Regions from separate parts of the Sus scrofa genome. Here region 1 is linked to region 2. The links are chromatin contacts, called in public Hi-C maps. All regions are on one chromosome and are shown on one strand. Each heading gives the region's core, a stretch centred on a gene start, on an enhancer-like site or on the middle of the called end of the contact. The rest is flanking DNA. Distances are from core to core; before and after follow the strand shown.

Region 1 (2,700 bases), core at 25-2,524, 41 kb before region 2:
AGAAGAGAATCCTCAGTGAGTCTGTGGGACAGAGGGTAAGAGGGAGCCCCGGCTTCCTCCTCCACAGTTGTGCCTCCTGGGGTGCCCAAGAGAGGCCCATTCTTGAACCCTTTAGCTGCCCTCGCTCTCCCCCCATGCTGACCACATCCCACCACCACCACAAAAGTCAGGCCCAGCTTCTCCTCCTGTCACCCCTCCCCTAGGTTCCCCAGGTCTGGATCTGGTACTTACTAGTATTTGGTTCCTGGCACAAGGTTGGTCACCTGGTATGCACTGAGCCGGGTGACTGTGAAGCCAGACCCACTGTCCACTACACTCACCAGCTCCCTGCGTCCACGGCATGGAGGCACCATGAAGCTAGATTTCACCACTAGGAATCAGGGATGGGTGGGAGGAGGGGGGGAGCAAAAGGCAAGGTCAAGTTTCTGGAGGCAGAGAGACCAGCAGTATTTAGTATGGACGGTCCAAGAAGGGGGTGGATAGAGAAGGAAGGGGATGCTGGGAGTGTCCCGGGAAGGGATCTCTGGGGACTAGGGAATGCCTGGGAGGGGGTAGCAGACCTTTGCTGTCGTTGGCTCTCCGGACCATCAGTGTGGCGTTACCCCCTGTGAGGTGACAGGGGGGCAAGGCAACTAGCAGGCTCTCAGTTAACGCAGGGGACAGCAGACCAGAGAGGCTTGAGATGTTGAAGTTGGCTGGAGGGACAGGAGGGAGTTCAGGGGAGAATCCATCCCCCTCTCGCCCTCAGATCTACCCCTCTCTGCCCGCCCATGCCCTGGAGGGGGACCTTTGTAAGGCTGAAGCCTCTATTCCACTCTGCAGTCCATTAGCAGAACCCAAGTCTTTGCCCTTCTGACCACCAGGTGGCAGGCTTGGGCTGCAGAAGCTGGGTGCTCCACCAAGATGCCAGACCCTGGGTGCCAGGAGGGGGCAGGGCCCAACCCCACCCCTATCCAAAGCTTTGGATCCTTCCCCACACCTCCCTGCCCCATGGGTCGGGAAGGGGACCAAGAGTGTGCCCTGGGCCCAGTGACTGATGCCTGGTCACTGCCCTCATCAGTCCCCGACCACCAACTGACTAGTCGGCCAGCTTTGAGAGCCCTGAGGCAGAGTGCCTCCCCTCCAGACCCCCGAGCCCCTCCCCACCCTGGCAAGAGATGGTGGAGACCTGAAGCCCCAGGAGCCAGGACAGCCAGCAGAATCAGGATCAAGGGCAAGGTCCGGACAGGCAATGGGGATGCCATAGCTGGGCTGGTGCTGGGCTGGGTGCTGGCAAGCTGTGGTTTCCTGAGGCAAGTGAGGCCCTGTCCTGGGGCTCTGGTTTTGTCCTGGGGGTAGGAGGGGCCAGAGGGGAATCCTGTTCAACCTGCCCCTTGGGCCCTACAGCCTCAGGGGAGGCCCCCAGACAGGTTTTTCAGGATGGGGAGCTGGCCCTCAGGCCAGAAGGCAGGAGACCTTGGCTGGGTCTTGGTGGCTCAGGCAGCTGCAGAGGGGCAGGGTGACTAAAGCGGGGGGTGGAAAACCCCCTTCTTCCGGGACACCCACATGTAAGGGCTCGTGTGTTCCTGCTTACAAGTGTATCTGGGGCCCAACCCCTAGACGACCCCTTCTCCCACGTGGTAGTGGGTGTTCCCAGGAGGGAAGCAGGTTCTGAGGTTGCACTGGTGTACAGAGAGAGGAGAGTAACCCCAGGGGGCCTGGACTGGGCAGGAATGGGAGAGAAACTGGTAGTAGGGGGTGGGGGCAGCAGAGCCGGGGGAGCCAGTTCTTGGTGTCTCCTGAAGGCCAGGTCCTGCACTCTGGGAGATGCAGAGGGGTGTGAGTCCCAGGGGCCACAGGGCTTCCCATCCTCCTGGAGAGTGGAGCCAATTGATGCTGGGCAGGATTCCAGAGAGACCCAAGGGGTGGGCACTGGCCCAGTCTGGGGGGCTGGGGGGTGGGCACGATCAGCCTTGGTCAGCAACCTTTGTTGAACTGTTTGAGACTAAAGAAGAGAAAGAGGAGTTATCATCATGGCTCAGCGGTTAACGAACCCAACTAGCATCCATGAGGACGTGGGCTCGATCCCTGGCCTTGCTCAGTGGGTTAAGGATCTGGTGTTGCCGTGAGCTGTGGTGTAGGTTGCAGACGTGGCTCAGATCCCACATTGCTGTGGCTGTGGCGTAGGCCCGGGGCTACAGCTCCCATTGGACCCCTACCTGGGAACTTCCGTATGCCATAGGCACGGCCCTAAAAATACAACAGACAGGAAAAAAAAAAAAAAAAAAAAGAATAAAGACGAGAAAGAAACCCACTGGGAGAAAATGAAAAAGAGACACAATTTCTCTGATGGCACAGAGGCTTTGCCTGCTCCACCCTCACAGCCATTCTGGGTGGCAGATAGCATTGGCCACCTTTTGTGGATGTGGAAACTGAGACTCAGAGAGGTAGAGCCACTTGTGGTGAGTGGACTACTTGGTCAGGAGAGGTCGTAGACCTCCACAGAGGGGGTCCTCTTTGTCCTTCTCCAGTCCCAGAGGAGGGCCAGGGTCCTGGTAGGGAAGTGAGGGGCTGGTGGGCTTGTGTCCTTTCCCCCATGGTGGGAAGGGTAGGCTCAAAGCCTGGGGTATGAGCACGAGGTGACAATAAAGGTAGAACTCATGGGCCCAAGCAGAGAGGAGGAGGGTCTCAGGTCAGCGCTTCTCCAAATTTAATGTGCGT
Region 2 (2,817 bases), core at 119-2,618:
GACTGGGGACCCTGGAGAGGACAAATTTTCTAACAGCCCCTTCCCAAATTATTAGAGGTCCCAATATTTGAAGCTGCAAATACTGGTCCCTTGCTCCACCCCAACCCCTCGGTGGCTGGGTCCAGTGGCTGATGTGTGGGAAGCCCACCTGTCTGGCGTGGGCTTAGATGAGCAGTCAGGGCTTTGCGGGGAGGACACTGCAGTGTAGGGGAAACACCGGGGGACCATGGTCTTGGTGCTGCCACGTAATGGTCACGTGACGCAGGAGCATATCACTTCCTTTTCCCAGATCTCAGTTTCCTCATTGTGAAATGGGGACAATAATACTCTCTGGTAGGTGGTTGGTAGTTTTAAGGATCAGCAAGGTGGTGAAGTGGAAGCCTGGGACCCAGGTCAATGTTGGCCTGCCGCCACACCCAGGCTCTGTCTCTCCCCTGTGCTAATGCAGGAGATGGGGTCTGGGAGCAGGCTGCTTCCCAGCCAGGTGCTGGACTTTGGAACCTTCCCTTGAGGAGCCTCCCTTCCCAGAGACAGAGCGGGAGCCGGGGAAGGTCCACGTGCCGCGGAGTTAAGTTAGGGCTAGACTCCCACAGGGTCCCTGGTGTGTTTCCCTCCTTCCCGGTTCCCAGGTCCCCCAGGTCCCGGCCTAGCCTCCAGCTGCCCAGGAGGGAACGTGCACCGGTGTCTGGCTGGGCCTGTCCCTGGACAGGAGCTCCTGGTCCAAGACTCCTCCCCTCCCCCGCCCCTTACTGGTATCTGTGGGGACAGGGCAGGGGGCAGCAGGGTGAGGCTTCTGTGTTTCAGTGAGTCTGTTGGTGTATCTAAGTGTGTGTGTGTGTATTTCTCTGAGAGTACCAGGCTCAACTTTCTATGGCTGCCTCGTGGCCTGGCCTCAGTCTTTTCATCTGTACAGTGAGTCGAGGCGCTCCCTCTCTACCCTCTGGCCGCCTCTGGAAACGTGCCGCAGGCTGTTTCTGTGCTCCTGCTAGGGCCGGCGCCTCCCTCGCCCTCCCGCACACCTCCGCGGCCCGGCGGGAGCGCGCCTCTAGTTTCCTGGGCTCCGTGCGTGTCTTTGTCTCCCCGTCCACGTGCGAGCTGCGAGGGTGTGTGAGTCAGAGTTCGGGTGCTGGTGGGTCCCGGAGCCCCTGCCCGACGGCGCCCAGCGCCGAGCCCAACCTCGGCCCCGCCGCGGCGCGCGCCGGGCCCCTCGCCGCACTTGGCCGTGGGTCTGTCCGGGCGGCGCGTGCGGGGCCGAGAGAGACACGCTGCAGCCCTGCCCGTCTCCCGCTCCCCGGCTCGCTGGCTCTCTTGCTCGCTCGCTCGCTCTGCCTCTCCGCTCGGGCTCTGCCGAAGGGGGCGGGGTGGGGTGCTGGGGCGGGGGGAGGGGAGGCTTCTGCATTCTTGCGGTCGGGGAGGAATCTGAGCCAGCGTTACTGGTCTCCAGAAGAGCCCAGCTGCAGCCCCGGGGCCCCGCCAGGCCTCTCGCTGCCCGCCTGGGCCTGCTGGGATGGGCACGGGCTAGGCCTCGAGCTGGGGGCGGGGCATCGCCCCACCCCCACCCCCAGCCCCCTCCCAGCCCGGGCGCCCTGGGGCTGGGCGCCGCGGGGGGCGGGGCGCCAGGGGTTCCTCCCACTGCCCCTGGGTGAGGGGCGCACCTGGGAGCGGGAGTACCCCCCCCGGGGGGGGGAGCGCTGACAGACCTTACGGCCGACCCACGCGGGCACCTTTGCAACCCTGTCCTTGTGGTGAATTCTGCCCCTGTGGCCGGGGCGGGGTGGGGGGGCCTTGCTAGACACCTCAAGCTCTGGGAGGATAAGGTTCGGGAGGGATGGGGACAGGACCGGCCGCTAGGATCGTGACCCCGACCTGTAGTCCTTCCTTGCCATTCCCACCCTACCCTATCCAGTTCCCTAGTCCCAGGGCGGTTGCGTCCTCCCGTCTCCCCTCCCTTTCTCACACCCCCTCCCCAAGTCACAAGTTTTCTCTTTGGGGCTTGTTGCTGCAGTCCCTGATCCAGTACCGAGTACCTGGCTGGGCCCTGGGCACGCACAGGGGCCGTAGCCCCACTGTGTGTGGGAGCCATGAGGATCCTGGCTAACAAGACAAGGTGTGTGGGTGTCGTGGAGGGCGGGATGTGTGTGTGGAGTGAGGGGAAGGGAAGGGCCCAGTGACGATGGAGCTGAACTGTGCAGACTTGGAGAGCGAGCCCCCCCCCCCCCGCCCCCGCCCGGGCACCTGGCTTCCAGGTCGCTGGTGGGATAGAGGAGGGTCAGAATGGGAAGGCCTGCCGCGAGGCGGGAGCCCACAGCTTTAGTGCCCGGGGACAGAGGGGAATGGCAACCAGCTAAGCCTGCTGTTCTAGTCCCTTTCTACCCTTTCCTCTTAAAAAGGGTTTGAGTAGACCCCCGCCCACCCCACTGTCGGGTCCAATGGCGCCCTCTGGCCTCAGTCTAGCTGGGGGTGGGAGCCGGAGGGAGGGGCGGCGCCTGCCTCCCTCCCCTTCCCCAGGAGAAGCCGGCAGACTGGGCCAGGCGGCAGCAGCAGGACAGCAGAGCTGAAATAAATCTGAGCTGGTGTGGAATGAGGGGGGATAAATATCCTCTCCCGTGATGTGATCTTTCCAGCGGCTATTAATAGGTCTCCGGGGAGGGGGAGGCGGTGGGGGGAGCGGGCTAGAGCTTAAAGGGCCCGCAGCCTAGGCTGCAGGAATCCTTGGTTTCAGCCTGCTCCGCACACCAGTCCCCTCCCCCCTTCCTCCTGCTCCTGCCTGTCCGCCAGGCCTGCCGGTGGACCCTCTTCAGGCAATCCCCTCCTGCT

What was found. Hi-C and Micro-C count contacts between places; a contact is called where the count stands out from the background.
Region 1: a Hi-C map of fetal skeletal muscle shows a contact between it and region 2, with 2.4 times the contacts expected there. The contact joins the promoter of UPK2 here to the enhancer-like site in region 2. A contact is called at or near these places in 1 of 5 promoter capture datasets (liver), 26 of 47 Hi-C or Micro-C datasets (adipose tissue, alveolar macrophages, blood and 15 more) and 2 of 2 datasets of contacts at active chromatin or transcription factors (alveolar macrophages and skeletal muscle).

What each region holds. Positions count from the first base shown.
Region 1 is chr9:46,199,086-46,201,785 of Sscrofa11.1, reverse strand. UPK2 (uroplakin 2) reads right to left here and starts at 1,274. Exons shown (of 5, transcript NM_214012.1): 1 at 1,169-1,274; 2 at 561-692; 3 at 232-370. The coding sequence starts at 1,244.
Region 2 is chr9:46,158,547-46,161,363 of Sscrofa11.1, reverse strand. All of the region lies in intron 4 of BCL9L (B-cell CLL/lymphoma 9-like protein), which reads left to right. Among named protein-coding and RNA genes, the nearest start is that of BCL9L, 15 kb to the left of the region's middle. Within about 2 kb of position 1,368, at least 57 of the 83 cell types and tissues checked have an H3K27ac peak or open chromatin away from gene starts, as enhancers often do. A contact at or near this core is called in adipose tissue, alveolar macrophages, epiblast stem cells and 6 more, where this site is marked.